2 separate regions of the Mus musculus genome follow, and region 2 is linked to region 1. A link is a contact called in public promoter capture Hi-C data. All regions are on one chromosome and are shown on one strand. Each heading gives the region's core, a stretch centred on a gene start, on an enhancer-like site or on the middle of the called end of the contact. The rest is flanking DNA. Distances are from core to core; before and after follow the strand shown. Region 1 holds the start of Actn1 (actinin, alpha 1). Region 2 overlaps Plekhd1 (pleckstrin homology domain containing, family D (with coiled-coil domains) member 1).

Region 1 (7,200 bases), core at 3,090-5,589:
ATGTCACCAGAGCGATGATTGACTGTGAGAAGGTGTGTTCATCGGCTCTGGCCTACCTTTCAGGGTTTTCTCTCCTGCTATCAGTTATGGCTTTCACCCACTTCCTGCCCCGCCCCCACATGCCGTTGTCATTCTTCCCCATCATTACTTCCCTCTTTTCTCAGAACATTCAGGTCTTTCTTCTGGGCAACAACCCATCCTTAAACTGGTGGTCCTGTCCCAAGAGCTCTGTGCGGCCCCTCAATCCTCCCTTCCTCCTGTTTTCAGCCCTCTCCTCCAAATTGAATCCATCTTTCAGACCACCAGTAACTCACGTTTCTGTTTTAAAGAAATCTTCCTTTGACTGCAGCTCCCCTTCATTGCCACGATTCCCTCTGTGTTCGTGATCTTAACTTATTCACCATTTAGTGAATACATTTCTTTTTCTTTCTTGATTTTTCCAGATAGTCCTGGCTGTCCTGGAATTTGCCCTATAGACCAGTCTGGCATCAAACTCAGAGATCTGCCTGCCTCTGTTTCCCTCTTAGTGGCTCTTAAACTCACAGCTGTGGCCACTCCACTGAAAGCCTGGACAGAAGAATTTCCAGCTGTGATGTCCAGAGACTGTTGTTTTAGGTACCACTTCCAGGCTTTTCTGGTAAATCTGATATGGCCCATTTCCCTCACCTTGAAAACCTATCACCCCTCTACTTCCATGGTACAGGGGAGCTCCAAGCTCTCTCCTCTTCCTCTGCTAACTGCTTATCCGTGAGTTCTTGTTCTTTACTATCTCATTTATTTTCCTCTCTTTATTCCTTTCTCCCTTCCTTTCTTCTTTCTTACTATTCAGGAATCAAACCCAGAACCCAGTATATGTGAAGCAGGTGTTCTAGCACCAAGCCTCCCCACTCTACCTCGTTTTAAGTGTTGTGTGCCAAGGTTCTGCCTTTGCTCTCTTCTTAGTCCACACTGGTGTCTGTCGCTGCTGCTCTGCTCTCATAGTGTCAATACCACCCATACACAGACGATTCTCACATCTGTTTCCTCTAAGGTCAGACTATGAAGCCAGCCTGCTTTCTAGACAACCAACGCTGGACATGTGAAAGGCACCCCAAGTGTGTTCAAACTCAACCCACGGTCCTCCCCCTAAAACTTTGTATCTCAGCTCACGTGGTCAAACTTCCCACATTCACCAAATTTTCCAAATAACAAATCCTTGTCAGTTCTCGGCAGTAGAGAGAGAGATTTTGAGTCAGGAAATTCACTGTCATGAGGAGGCTGTTGTGGCTAATGTAGGATTCAAATAGCATCCTGGCTGCTATCAACTAGATGTCAATAATCACAACCATAAAATGACTCTGCCTTGAACTCAGAGATGTGCCTGCCTCGTCCTCCTGAGTGCTGGGATTAAAGACATGTACCACCACTGCCTGGCTTCATAAAATGATTCTTGACATTGTCCTTGGAAGAACAGAGCTTAAAATCTACTAGGATTGAAAGTCACTAGATTAAAGGCATGTATTTAGGTATCACCGTGCAGCTTGAACAAGTTTCTACTTTTTCAGGCTCTGGTTTATTTTCTGCTAGATGGAACTTAAATATTTGTTACAGGTAAACCTCATGGTCTGTTTTATAGTGTACCGTGAAAAAATTTGCTTCTCTTTATATCCAATTAAACTCCTGTTTGTCGCCCAGAATTGTCTCTATTCACATCTTTCCTAATACAGCCTGGTTTCGACAACAGGTCTTTTGGGTTGCAGCCAGCTGTTTCCCTCTGACTTCACAGGGCACACTAGGCCTTCCCTCTAGCCCTGTTTTCCTTTCTCTGTTACTGTTCGGGTCTAGCTACCTTGAGATGGTAGACGCGGAGTCTCCTGCGCCTGTGTGCTTGTGTGCTAACTTCCCTGGTTCCTCTGCCTGGAATAAGGACCCAAGCTCATCTGACTCTCATTCCTTCCCTAAAGCTTACTCAGGTTCTACCTGGAGTCTTCCTCCCGACAGGGCTCAGGGCTCTTCCAGGTTCTGTAGAACCACATCGGATCTCCCCGTGCTTCTGTCTCATTTGGGCACATCTTTGCTTCCAAGTCTGTCTCTGATGTACTTGTGGGGAAAATTGTGGATTTTTCATCATTATTAAATACACAGGATGTCTAGCTTGTTCCCCGACACGCAGAAGGTATTCGGAAAATATTTATGGAGTGAATGAGCAGATAGAGCACCATTATTGCTCTCTCTGTTAGGTTTAGAGCCATAGTTTAGAAGTGCTTATAAAATAGTCCATAAATCTGCTGTCTCTATCCCAGAAACAGTTGTTTCCTTGGCCGAGAGCTTAGAGAAGACACAGTGCTGACGGTAACAATGGCATGAACGTGTGTGGCTGACTCGTGACTGGGGGATCTGTTTACATCTCCACCATTGTGTCCTCTGTCAACCAGAGGTACTTTTTCCCCTTCCATCTGACCATTGTGGGCTTCAACTACCCCAATTCAGAACTCTTTCTGTCAGTAAACATCTAACAAGTAAACCTGTTAGACCACACTAGCCTCTGGATTAAACAGTCGTCCTACAAATACATCTGGCCTCCCTTTTCACATTTCAGAATCTTGGATTGAACTAACCACAGATTAAAAGTATCCTGAGGGCTGGGGATTGCTGACCCTGGAGACTTCATTTTCCTGTCAGGATTTTCTCAACAGCGTGAGTAGTCACATGACATTTCTTTTCCTTTTATGTTTCCCCCCCCCCCCTTTTTCTTTTTGGCTGCATGCACATCTGTGTGATAGTATTAGAAGCCCTGGAACTGGAGTTACAGATAGGACTGAGCTGCCATGTGGGTGCTGGGAATTGAACCCGGGTCCTTTCCTCTGAAAGAGCAGTCAGTGCTCTTAAACGCTGATCCATCTCTCCAGTTCCCGAGTCACATGGCTTTTCTATTTGGGAATGATTTAAAGTGTACAGTGGCTGTAAGTAGGTTACATATCAATCAATTTTGTGCTGTTCTATACATGTGAGGCATAAGCTCTTGCAGATTCTGGTATCTGCAGTGGTTCTGAAATGAGTCCCGAGTATTAAGGGATGCCTGTATAAATTAAGCCCTACTGGTACAAGAGGGATGTATCTGTTGTCCACACCAGAATGCAAAACCAACTGCAGGTTTCCTTGTTACTGATTTTCATACTCAGAGTCCCTCAAAAGACCACTAGGAATCCGGGCGGCTTCTTCCCAGAATGCAACAGTGCTGGACCAACACATTTCCACCCTCCTTTACTGAGCCCAGGGAGTACCGCTAGCACCAAGCAGTTTAGTTAGTCTTGCGCTGTTTCTTCCTCCTCCAAGGATAATAAGGTTTTGTCAGGCACAAGGTTACACACAAAATGGGCCTGTAGAGTCCATGCTGGTTAAGTCTCTTGTCTAGCTCTGCTCTTTGAGTCTCAGTTTCTCCATCTATTAGGTGTATGCATCTGCTAGGTTTATGATACAGGTAGACCATTTTAGGGCTCTTCCTAGTTTCAGCAAAGTGTAGGTAGGGAAGCTGTAAAAGTGGGGAAGGAGGAAACTAGTCTCCAGAAGGTAGCTTCAGCTGTGTTAGTCCACCGGGGAATACCTGCCAAGGAACCTGGGAAGCCGGACAGCCAAGCTGCCACACAAGAAGTCCGCAGCGGGCCAGTGCACGGAACCCTAGAGAAGTACCCAAGGATCCTTGGCGAGGCGGGAAACTCAGTGGGCTGAGAAATGCCAGCTAGCCACAAATCTGGCTCTAGAAGGACAGGGATCAGCCTGGTCCCGAGGGGCGGGGCGGGAGCAGTGGTGGAATCAGGAAATTCCTTTCTACTGTGGGCCCTCCCAACCCCTTTCCAGGGTGCCGACTTGTCCCAACCTAGTTTCCCCGAGAAAGAGAAAACGAAATATGCCTTGGGTTTCCCCGCGCCCTGCTGGGGTTTGTAGCTTGCGTGGGACCGCAGGAACACCGGTGCGCCGGAGTTCTGGGCCTTCCCGCCGGCAGGGAACGGGACCAATCCTCAGCGACTCCTCGGGCTCCGGAGCACAGTGCCATTTGGTCCCCGAGCTCTGGGAGGCGTCCCCAGGCTCCACTCCGGTTCAGCTTAAGGTGGTGTCACATGAGCTGCGGGGGAGTGGGAACCCAGGGAGTGGGCGGTGGCGTGCGCGCCCGGAGGGGGCCGCCCAGTCCACCTATATGCACAGAGACCCGCCTGACGGATGCCAGGAATTCCCAATGAGAGGCGCTGGGGGGAAGTTTGGGCAACTCGGCCTGGCCAATGGAGAACCTCGGGAGGGCTCTGCCCCTTCTCCCCGCCCCCGCCCGCCTCTGCTCCCGCAGCGCGAGTGTTCACTGAGAGCAGTGTGCGTGGAGATTAGGTCCGAGCGCGCGCCCCAGGAAGGCAGTCCGCGAGCTCCAGCCGCCGCCGGCAGCAGCAGCCTCTGCGAACAGAGCCGCGGCGGAAGCGGGCGCAGGGGAGCGAGCCCGGCCCCGCCAGCCCAGCCCAGCCCAGCCCGGCCCAGCCCAGCCCAGCCCAGCCCTGCCGACACCCTCCCCACACCCGGGCAGCAGCCGCCGTCGCCTGGAGAGAAGGTGGAGGAAGAAATCCAGCTCCTAGCACGCACGCACCATCATGGACCATTATGATTCCCAGCAGACCAACGACTACATGCAGCCTGAAGAGGACTGGGATCGGGACCTGCTCCTGGATCCGGCCTGGGAGAAGCAGCAGAGGAAGGTTAGCAGCCACCCCCACCCGCTACAGCCCTGAGCCCTGATCCGCTCTGGCCGCTGCACTCCTGGGCTCCGGGTTGGAAACCAATTCCCGGCGCGCAAGAGCGGAGGCGGGGACATCGCGGCCACTGCGAGGTGGGGTATTGAGTTACAGGCACCGGGCGGGAGAGCGGAGCACCCCTGCCCTGGAGCCCGCGAACAGTTCGCCGCGGCGCGGGGAGGTGGCGCCGCCGGAGGGCAAATCGCCTCAGAGCGGGTGGTCCGGGCCACCCCGGTGCAGCCGAAACTGTCTCCCCGTGGGCAAGGCGCGGGGGCGATGCTCCAGAGGCTGGGGCTGAGACTTAGGCTCCATGGCTGCTTACTCGGGATCGATTTTCTCCTTCCTTCTTTTTCCTGGCGCCTCCATATGGCGTGCGGTGGCAGCACGCTTCCTGGGCCGCCCCTGGGGCTCTGTACCATAGGGGCAAGCTGCCCCGACTACTGCGCCCCGAGCTGGGTCTGCAGACAGTGGGCAGAGCCGGTGTCGGAGGGTTTGGCGACCTCCTCGGGATCTACCTGGAAGTGGACGTTCCGGAGTGCGGCTGGAGCTGAGAATCGGGGGTCGTTCGCGGGCTCCTCAGGGCCTTGTGGGGGCGGGGTCAGGACGGTGAACGGTTTTATTGCTAACTCAGTGAACTGGTGGCTGCAAACCCTCACATCTGTGTTCTGCCCGGTTCTTTTGCTGGCGAAACGCGAGTTTGAGTAGCTTGGCTCTAGTTGGGCTCCTGGTGGAGAGACAGTCTCAGGAGATATTTGGGGTTGTTCTCCGAGGATCCACGGCCCTGTATCCTAGTCGCCATCAGCAAGGTTCGGGATATGCTGCCCCGTCTGAGCTGAGAAATTGGCGATGGGTCCGGAGCGTAATGGCTATAGGCAGGAAGAGGTCAGAAACCTCTCTTGCTTGGGGAGGGGGAGACATTAACCCTGTCACGGCTTCCTGCCTGAGCAGAGAGCGCGTTCCTTAGGCGGCCACGTACCCTGACCCCCCAACACCCAACTCCCGTTCAGTCCCCCCCCCCCCACTTCGTGATCTGGGAATGGGGGGGGGGGTGTACAGGATGGCGCGTCCCTCTGGATAGTGCGGTTAGGGCTGGGCTTGAGGGAGAATGCTCATGTCCAAAAATGGTAACATTCATTCCCTTTTTTAAACTTAAAAGGGGGGGAGTTTAGTGAGCCGGCTGAAGGTTTTTTTTTTCCCCCAGCTAAAGGCATCCTGTATTAGCTCACTCAGGAATCCTAAGCCCTGAAACGGTGCCCTTTTGCTCACTTCATCAGACCAGCAGAGGTAATTTAAAACACACCACAATGGGCTTCCTTAAACAGGCAACCTGGGGCCCTGCCCCTGTCTCTTACTGCAACAGCAACTTAAGAGCGTCTCTTGGCTTTGAACTGACTTCTTTGTAATGTATTAGTAGCTTACAGACACCGCCCTCTTCCTGTCAGCCCCCCCCCCCCTTTTCTGGAAGGACTGAGGGCTGAGGGTCTTTCCCCCTTCTTCACTCTCGAATTTATTTCCTGGGACTGTTGATGGAAGAGAAAACTGAGTGAGAAGTTTGGAGATTTCCAGGGAGGACGAGAGATGCCCTCCTTCCCCTGCTTCTTTCTGTCAAAAAAAAAAAAGTTTCTTAAAGTGACTTTTTTTTTTTTAAAGTGTGCATTGATGTTTTGCCAGCATGTATGTCCCTGTGAGGGTGTCAGATCTTCTGGAACTGGAGTTACAGGCAGTTATGAGTTGCTACGTGGGTACTGAGAATTGAACCTGGGTCCCTGGAAAGCGCAGCTGATGCTCTTAACGGATGAGCCATTTCTCCAGAGTTTTAAAAAAAAATCTTTCTTAAGAAGGGGTTAGGATTAGAATGGTGGAAATCTTAGGCTCTTCTATGGAGAATAGAAGTCCCTTCCAGGAGTCCACCTTTGTGCTGGAAGAGACAGGAGTGATGGAGTTGTTGAAGATACTGAGCCTTGGGCCGATATGCTCACTCAGTATTAAAGAATGAATGGCTGGACAAACATATTCAATAGAGTTGGAGAGAAAATGATAGCCTCCCAGAACACAAACTTGGTAGGAACAGACGCCGGGGGAATTTGGTCATCATCTCCGGGCATATGTAATATATGTAGGCTGATGTTGGCTAATGTGGGCAGCATGGTACCCATTTTATCTTGGAGATCCCAGCAGCCCTGTGAGCTAGACACATGTGAGGATGAGTAGGCCGGTTAAGAGAGAAGTAGCCTGGGCCGAGGGCGGGTGTACAGCGCACTGGAAGCAGCTGGAGGAAGGATAGAGAACTAAGTCTGGCATCCCAAGCCAGTAGGTTTTGGGATAATCAGGGAATCTACATTAGCTTAGGTTAATAGTGGCAGCCTGGCAGAAGGCCCTCTGTTTTTGACTGGAAAACCTGGTTCAAGATTGTGGCCATTGGCCGTTCATTCTCAGTTGCCTTCTGTGA
Region 2 (7,161 bases), core at 119-2,618, 460 kb before region 1:
ACAAAAACGTGGAGTCTATATTTCCAGGACACTGAGTGGCATCAGGTAAACTGTCTAAGACAAGCTATTTCCAACCCAAGAGTCAGAGTTAAGGTATTCTTTATCTCAAGGCTGATGCGAGTCAGGTCTACAGCTTCCCTCTCCTCAGTGGGAGTGGAAATGTCACGTGGCCCAGGACAGGTCCCAAGGGGCCAAACCAGTCCCTTTAGGGAAGCCAGGCCACCTGCATGTTCCCCCACAGCAGGTTGGAGCCTCTGGGCTAGGGGTCCTATTTTCCCTGGGTCAGTAGAAGTGGGATTAGGGATCAGCTTCCTGAAGTTTGGCTCAGTGTTTTTATGTCAACTACTTTGTTTCTGTGCATTTTATGTTGTGGTAACATTGTTTTTGCGTCTGCTTTTCACTTTCCAGTTCCTGGTGACTCCCTAATCACCTGGGGGCTTTGTTCTCAAGCATAATGGAGTCCTTGCACGGGGAGTGGCCCTGCCTATGGACAGTGGTTGCCGCTGGCTTTGAAGAGATACAAAGAGGTATAAATTATAGAGAGAAGAGTCTGGTTTCAATTCCCACTCCTAGGTTTCCTACCCAAAAAAGTTACTTCTCATCTAATCAGTGAAGATTAGATCAGTAACGGCACAAACTGCTTCTGTTTGTTAAAGGTGCTCAGAGCCTCTGCTGCTCCCTGGAGTTCTGATGCGCCTGAGCACATGCGCGGCTACAGTACACTAAATATAGGAGGCTGAGCTCATGACAGTGGCTGAAGCTGATAGAAAATGAGCAGATATCTTTTGAAAAGACAATGTGTGACGGGCTCTGGTCCCTTATCCCTGGCATAGGTATGGGTCCCTGGGTCTCCAGGAATGAGGACACATGAGCCAGAGCTCCAGCCAGCCGAAGAGCAGTGTGGGAAAACACATTTGTGCTGTTAAAAGCCATGGGCATGTGGGGGCTTTGGGTTACTGCAAAAGCCATGACCTAGCCTATATCATCTATATTTGATGTGTCTTATATAGACAGAATATAAATAAGATCAAATTTGTATTCTTGCACACACACCCCTCTTTACAACTGAAGAAGAACAACAACAACAACAAAAACAGGAATATGAAGCTCTGCTTTAATACGCATGGTGCTGACAGCCTCTCTGGCCCCAGAGTCAACAAACTTGAGAGGATCTCCTCTGGCAGTGTTTGTCTGCTATCAGTTTGTCAGTAAGAGCTGTTGAAAGGCCCATAAAGCTTACTAGCCACAAGGACCCGAGCCCCAGGATGGCTTTCACAGGTCCCATGCTCACCCAGGACTCCTCGGAGGACTCCACCCACAGCCCTGCTTCACCTCCCTGCAAAGCTCCCCAGCACTGCAGCTCGCAGCCCAGCCGCTCCCCGCTCACTTCCCTTGCCCTGGAATAACCACACTGGAATAGCTTTGGTTGAACTGTCAGTCAGTGTCTGAAACTCAGGCCTTCCCTCCCTGCAACTCAAGCACCAGTAGATGCTAGGCTGTGCCTCCAAAAACCCAAAAGAGAAAGTAACCCCCGGGCGTGGTGGCACACGCCTTTAATCCCATCACTTGGGAGGCAGAGGCAGGTGGATTTCTGAGTTTGAGGCCAGCCTGGTCTACAGAGTGAGTTCCAGGACAGCCAGGGCTACACAGAGAAACCCTGTCTGGGGGTGGGGAGGGGGAAGTAACCTTGAACACAGCAGGTCAATTAAAAAGAGCCCAGCCATTTGACATCTTCTCCACTCGGTGGTCCTAAACATATGTGATAAGATGTTTCTACTTGTGTCAATGAGTAGCTGTGCCCAAGGAAGCATTTGCTGCTGCCTCAAAGGGGCCAGGAGACTGGGTGTGACGAACCAGAGCCCTCCAGGGCCAAAGCAACTCTAAAGGAAGTTCAGTCTCCACCGGATGCTTAAATCCCCTAATGGTTTTCTGCGAGCAGGTGACCAAGCTCAGCTTAAGTGACTCTCAGGGTAGAAAAGTCAGAAAGTCTGTTTCCGCTTTGAAAAACCAACAAAAAGCACCCCGCCCCCTCCACACCCACCCCAGCACCAGCTCTGGGTCTCAGTCTCTGAGAGACACAGACACAGGAGCATTGGCGAGTGATGGAGAGATTTTGTGGGACTCTTCACACACAGATCTGACCATTCATGCAATAAGTCTCTGCTCCTATCCCGGTGCCTCAGGTCACCTCTGAGGGATCCCTCTCTTCACTCCTGATCTTTATCACGCTTTCTTCCAGGGTCTAAGTCTCTGAGACCTGTGGATCCCAGACCACATAATAAGAGCTAGCAGGTGGCGCCGAGGCAAGCAGAAGACTGGCGGGGCCAAGGCCAGCGGGCAGCACCTGGACATTCCAGGCTATTCTTCGTGTTCTTGGAGAAGCAAGCAACCCATGTGGCCCACCAGTTCTATTTCAGGCCAAATCTGCCTCCCTGCCAACTTCCCTCACCAAATCCAACTTCTCCCTGGGCCATCAAACAAGGCTAATTTCTTTCCCTTCAAGTATTTAAGTGAAATTAAAAAAAAAAAAAGTCTCTTCCCAAGTTTCTTGTCCTCTAAGCTAAACACAACTTGCTTGCCATGCTTCACAGGTCATGATTTCTTGTCCTCAATAAAACTAATTATACTCATAAAAGGAATGCAGCAGAGAGGGGAAGACTTAGCACAGAGAGGATTCTTTGCAAGCCATTTACAGGCTCAATGCAATTCCAGGAAATGGCCCGGTGAGAGGTTTTTTTTTTTCTTATAGTTCTATTCATTCACGCTACATCTATTTACCAAGTGCATAGTATGTTCCAAGCACCTGCTGGGCTCTGCATGGAGGATCTGGAGCTGTTCTCACAGAGCCTATGGTCTATAGTGTAGCTACTAAAAAAAAAACCCAGACCAGGCTTTTACATCAAATGCAGGAATCAAGTATCGTAAAACCATCAGGTATTATCAGAGAGCAGTACAGAACAAGAGACATGTCCTGCAGGACAGGGACCCAGTTCCGGGTCAAGCTGTCCTGGGTGGGGGGTCAAATTCTCCTGGGTGGAAGTAGAGAACTCTGCGGAGGTGGGAAGGGTGGCAATCAGTTGGCTACTGAGCTGGGAGACAAAGGAAGACAGGTACATGGATTGGAGATTTATTTCGGTGGCTTGCCTTGTAAGTACAAGGCCCCGGGTTAAGTTCTCAGCACCGAAAACCAGCAAGCAACCAAAAATAAATAAATGGAAGAAAGAGGAAAGAACACTGCAGGTGGAAGGAGCAGTACCTACAAAGCCCCCGTGGAAACCTGTCGCCTGGAAGAACCAAGGCATGCTCGTAGGACATAGGAGAGCAACCATGACAGGTAAGAGGCTGGGGTCAGAGAAGCAGAAAGGCTGAGAAAGGAGGCACCATCCCCCACGGAAGGCCTCTGGCTTAGGTGAGGATCTTGTGGATTTTCTTTTCCCTGAACAAGAAGCAAAGAACATGTGTCGGTTGGTTAGTGTTTGGTGTCTCACACCATGTCACCGTCCCAGCCCAGCCTCAAATTCAGCCTTCCAGCCTCTGCCCGCTGAACGCTGGGATTGTAGCTTCAACAACACAGGCAGCAAAAGATCTGAGAGCAGAAGGTCGCTGGCAGCCAACATGATCTGTTTTCCCTGTAAACAACTGAGTTAGCTGCAGTGTGGAGGAGAAAACAGAGGGGCAGAAAGAGTTTAAGGACCCCAGGAAGGAAGACACAGCACCTTGGGTAAGACCTGGTAGGAGCGGGACTTGGGAGTGGGGTGGGAAGGAGAGGAAGGAGGAAGGACAGGGTAAAGCAAGCCCCCTAAGTTTCTGACCTACACAAGCCTTGGGTGGTATATCCCCCGAGATGGCTATGTGAGAAGACCACCAGCCCTTCTAGAAAGGGTAAAGGCAAGACATAGTGACCTAGGACAAAACGTGCTCTCAGTATCTTTGGATGTCTGGGTGGGGGTGTGAAGTCAATCACTGAGTATCAGAGGATAGGGAGGCAACAGAAAGAAGGGACTAGAGGTGTCACCCTGGGAATCGTTGGCACATAAATAGCAAACTGAAGTTAGGGATTGTAGTCTAGAGAGTAAGATCTAGAGCAGAGAGAAGAGAAGGAGGTTCAAGTGCTACCTGAAATGAGACAGTACTATTTTGTAAGACTTCGTTCACACAGACTGCTTGTAGTGTAATATGTGCTTACCAAGCACCTCCCGGGCCGGGTGTGGTGGTGGTACACGCTTTTAACCTTAGCCCTCAGAAGACAGAGGCAAGGAGATCTCTGAGTTTGAGGCCAGCCTCCTCTATATAGTGAGTTTCAGGCCAGCCAAGGCTACATAGACAGACCCTGTCTCAGACCAAGGTGTAATACATACTTTGAAGAGATCATCAGAACCAGAGTCAGATGGTGGCCCTGTTAAAAATGATCAGACCAGGAATTAAAAACAAACAAACAAAAAAAAAACAAACAAAAAAACTCAACTGTGGGTTAGATGCTAAAGGTGACACCTCTAGTCCCTTTTTAATGGAAAAATAAATACGTAAAAATAGATGACTAATATAATTGGGGAGATGTGAATTACACACAAACACACACACACATAAACATACACACACACACACACACACACACACACCCAAATGCAAGATTAAAACACAAGACAACTGGGCAATGGCCAAGTGAGACGGTGTGCTCTTGTAGTCCCAAGGAGACAAGGAGAACCAGGAGTTCAAGGCTGGTTAAAACAACACACCACCCTGCTTCACAAAGCAAACAAGCAAAACCAACCAACCAACAAAACCAAGCAGAACAACAAAGGCACGCTATGAAAGGATACAGAATGTCTTTGCTAAGAGACACTTCCAAATCCACCAGAGAGCTTGCCCTTCACCTCTTCCTATGTGTGGAGACAAAGGGTACACAGTGATATGGCAGCTGTCTGCCCACCAATGGAAGAGACCTCAGAATACAGCATGCCTTTCTGACAGCTTCATCTTGAATATTCTACTCTCCAGAACACTGAGAAATCAATTGCTCTTGTTGAAGGCACTTGGCCTGATTTTGTCATGGTAGATCAAACTGACTGGGATCTATAACCCACACCACCCAACCCAACGATGACATATTCCACATTATTCACAAACTTGACTAGAACATTCACCAGTATAGGCTGGACTCTGCAGGAGGAGACACACCTTCACAGGTTTAGAAGATGAGAAATCATAGAACATTTGCTTTTAGTAATGAAATATACCATAAACTAATAACAAAACAATAGCAAGAAAATCCACACAGAGATTGGATATTTAAAAATACATTTATGGCTGGAGAGATGGCTCAGCAGTTAAGAGTATTGACTGCTCTTCCAGAGGTCCTGAGTTCAATTCCCAGCAACCACATGGTGGCTCACAACCATCTGTAATGGGGTCTGATGCCCTCTTCTGGTGTGTCTGAAGGCAGCAACAGTATATTCACAGTATACTCACATATATGACATAAATAAATAAATTTTAAAAATACATTTATGGATCTGGAGAGATGACTCAGTGGTTAAGAGCACTGACTGCTTTTCCAGAGGTCCTGAGTTCAATTCCCAGCAACCACATGCTGCTGGCCACAACCATCTGTAATGGGATCCGATGCCTTCTTCTAGTGTGTCTGAAAACAGCTACAGTGTACTCATATACATAAAATAAATAAATCTTTTTTAAAAAAATACATTTCTGACTAACATGGGCCAAAGAAGTGAGTTCAAGTCTTAAATAAATAAATAAATAAATAAATAACTTTCCTTGTTATTTGTTCAAGTGAACAGACAGTATCTATCCACACCAAAGAATTTATCTATGGATATATATAGTAACTTCATTCATAACTGCCAAAACTTGGAACAATCCAGGGGTCCTTGAGTGGGAAAATAGATAAACTGAGGTTTATACCCAGATAACGAATTTATTCAGCTATGAAAAGAAACTGGTATTCAAACTGTACAACAAACAGTGCAGTGGACGTTTAGATGCACAATGTAAGACATTGATCTGAAAAGTGTATGTGGTATATGATTTCAACTCCATGACATTCTGGGAAATGCAAAACTTCGGAGATGGTAAAAAGGTCGGTGGTTGTGGTTGCTGCGTTAGTCGGTTGGTAGGAGAGATGATACGTGAAACACAAGATTTTTAAGGCAGTGAAATTATTCTTTGTGATATCACAATGGTGAATTAGTGGCATTTTACAATTGTCAAACCCTACGGCATGTGCTACACTAAGAGCGAAGGCAGATGGCCCCGGCAGATGTGCCCAGGTAGCTCCCTCTGCATTCTCAACCCATATGCTCAGAGCCCAGGCTCTTCCTGACACATGGAAGATGCCATTGGTCCACCATCACACGATGCATTTCCCTGAATTCTAGTCCATTCAGCAGCCCAGAAGAAGGCAGAGCGGCTGCTGCTTTCACCGAGCATTAGAGGTGAGGAATTTGAAGTCTATGGGAATCAAATGACATCCACATCATCAGGGCTGAAGCTGAGATTCCACCAGGGGCCCTGGCTGCAGATTCTGAGGTTCCTTATGGGTCAAGGCTGTCCCCCAGAAACCGTACAGGTCATTATAAGAATCACCTTGTCTCTGGGATACAGTATTTGTTCTATGTGGCGCCAAGCCCCGCTGCCAATCTCTGATCTAGAATAGGACAGGGAAGGCATTGGAGATAAGCATGCCTACCCTATGGGTGAGGAAACGAAGGGAGAAAACCACTTAAGCAGAGTGACTCCGTGTGGTCATCCCAGGAGCAGGACTGGGACTCTGTTTCTGGTCAAATCACTGACAGGCGGCTCGAACCTGGTGTGGTTCTCTTCCTGCTGATGCTCCAAGCAGCCTCTGCCACATTAACAGCTGGGCTTGCAGCTTATTTGGACTCCATAGCTGCCAGTGTCCCACTTCAGTAGGTGGCATTAAGCGAGGCCTGAGTGCCCTGGGTCTCCACTGCCCTAATTTCCAAACTAAGACCTAGATAGTGTGTCTAAATTTTCCTCGAGCCAATTGCTGCCCCAGATTCAACCTCTGTTGGCTAAACCTCCTCTCCCTGTTGGGGGCTGTGTCTCCCACTCCAACCCATGCTGAGCCTCCCAGATCATTTGTCTTTAAGGTTTCTGACAACATACCAAAGTCTTGCTCTA

The links. Promoter capture Hi-C pulls out the DNA fragments that hold promoters and counts their contacts.
Region 2: a promoter capture Hi-C map of pre-B cells shows a contact between it and region 1, with 2.3 times the contacts expected there. The contact joins the enhancer-like site here to the promoter of Actn1 in region 1. A contact is called at or near these places in 4 of 39 promoter capture datasets (hippocampal neurons, liver and pre-B cells) and 2 of 115 datasets of contacts at active chromatin or transcription factors (embryonic stem cells and stem cell-derived neural progenitor cells).

What each region holds. Positions count from the first base shown.
Region 1 is chr12:80,257,502-80,264,701 of GRCm38.p6, reverse strand. It overlaps Actn1 (actinin, alpha 1), which reads left to right and starts at 4,339. Exons shown (of 21, transcript NM_134156.3): 1 at 4,339-4,715. The coding sequence starts at 4,611.
Region 2 is chr12:80,709,693-80,716,853 of GRCm38.p6, reverse strand. The region is part of intron 6 of Plekhd1 (pleckstrin homology domain containing, family D (with coiled-coil domains) member 1); the gene reads right to left. Gm51986 (a long non-coding RNA gene) reads left to right here. Exons shown (of 3, transcript XR_003950208.1): 2 at 409-527; 3 at 2,240-2,614. Among named protein-coding and RNA genes, the nearest start is that of Gm51986, 6.1 kb to the left of the region's middle. Within about 2 kb of position 1,368, at least 11 of the 459 cell types and tissues checked have an H3K27ac peak or open chromatin away from gene starts, as enhancers often do. A contact at or near this core is called in pre-B cells, where this site is marked.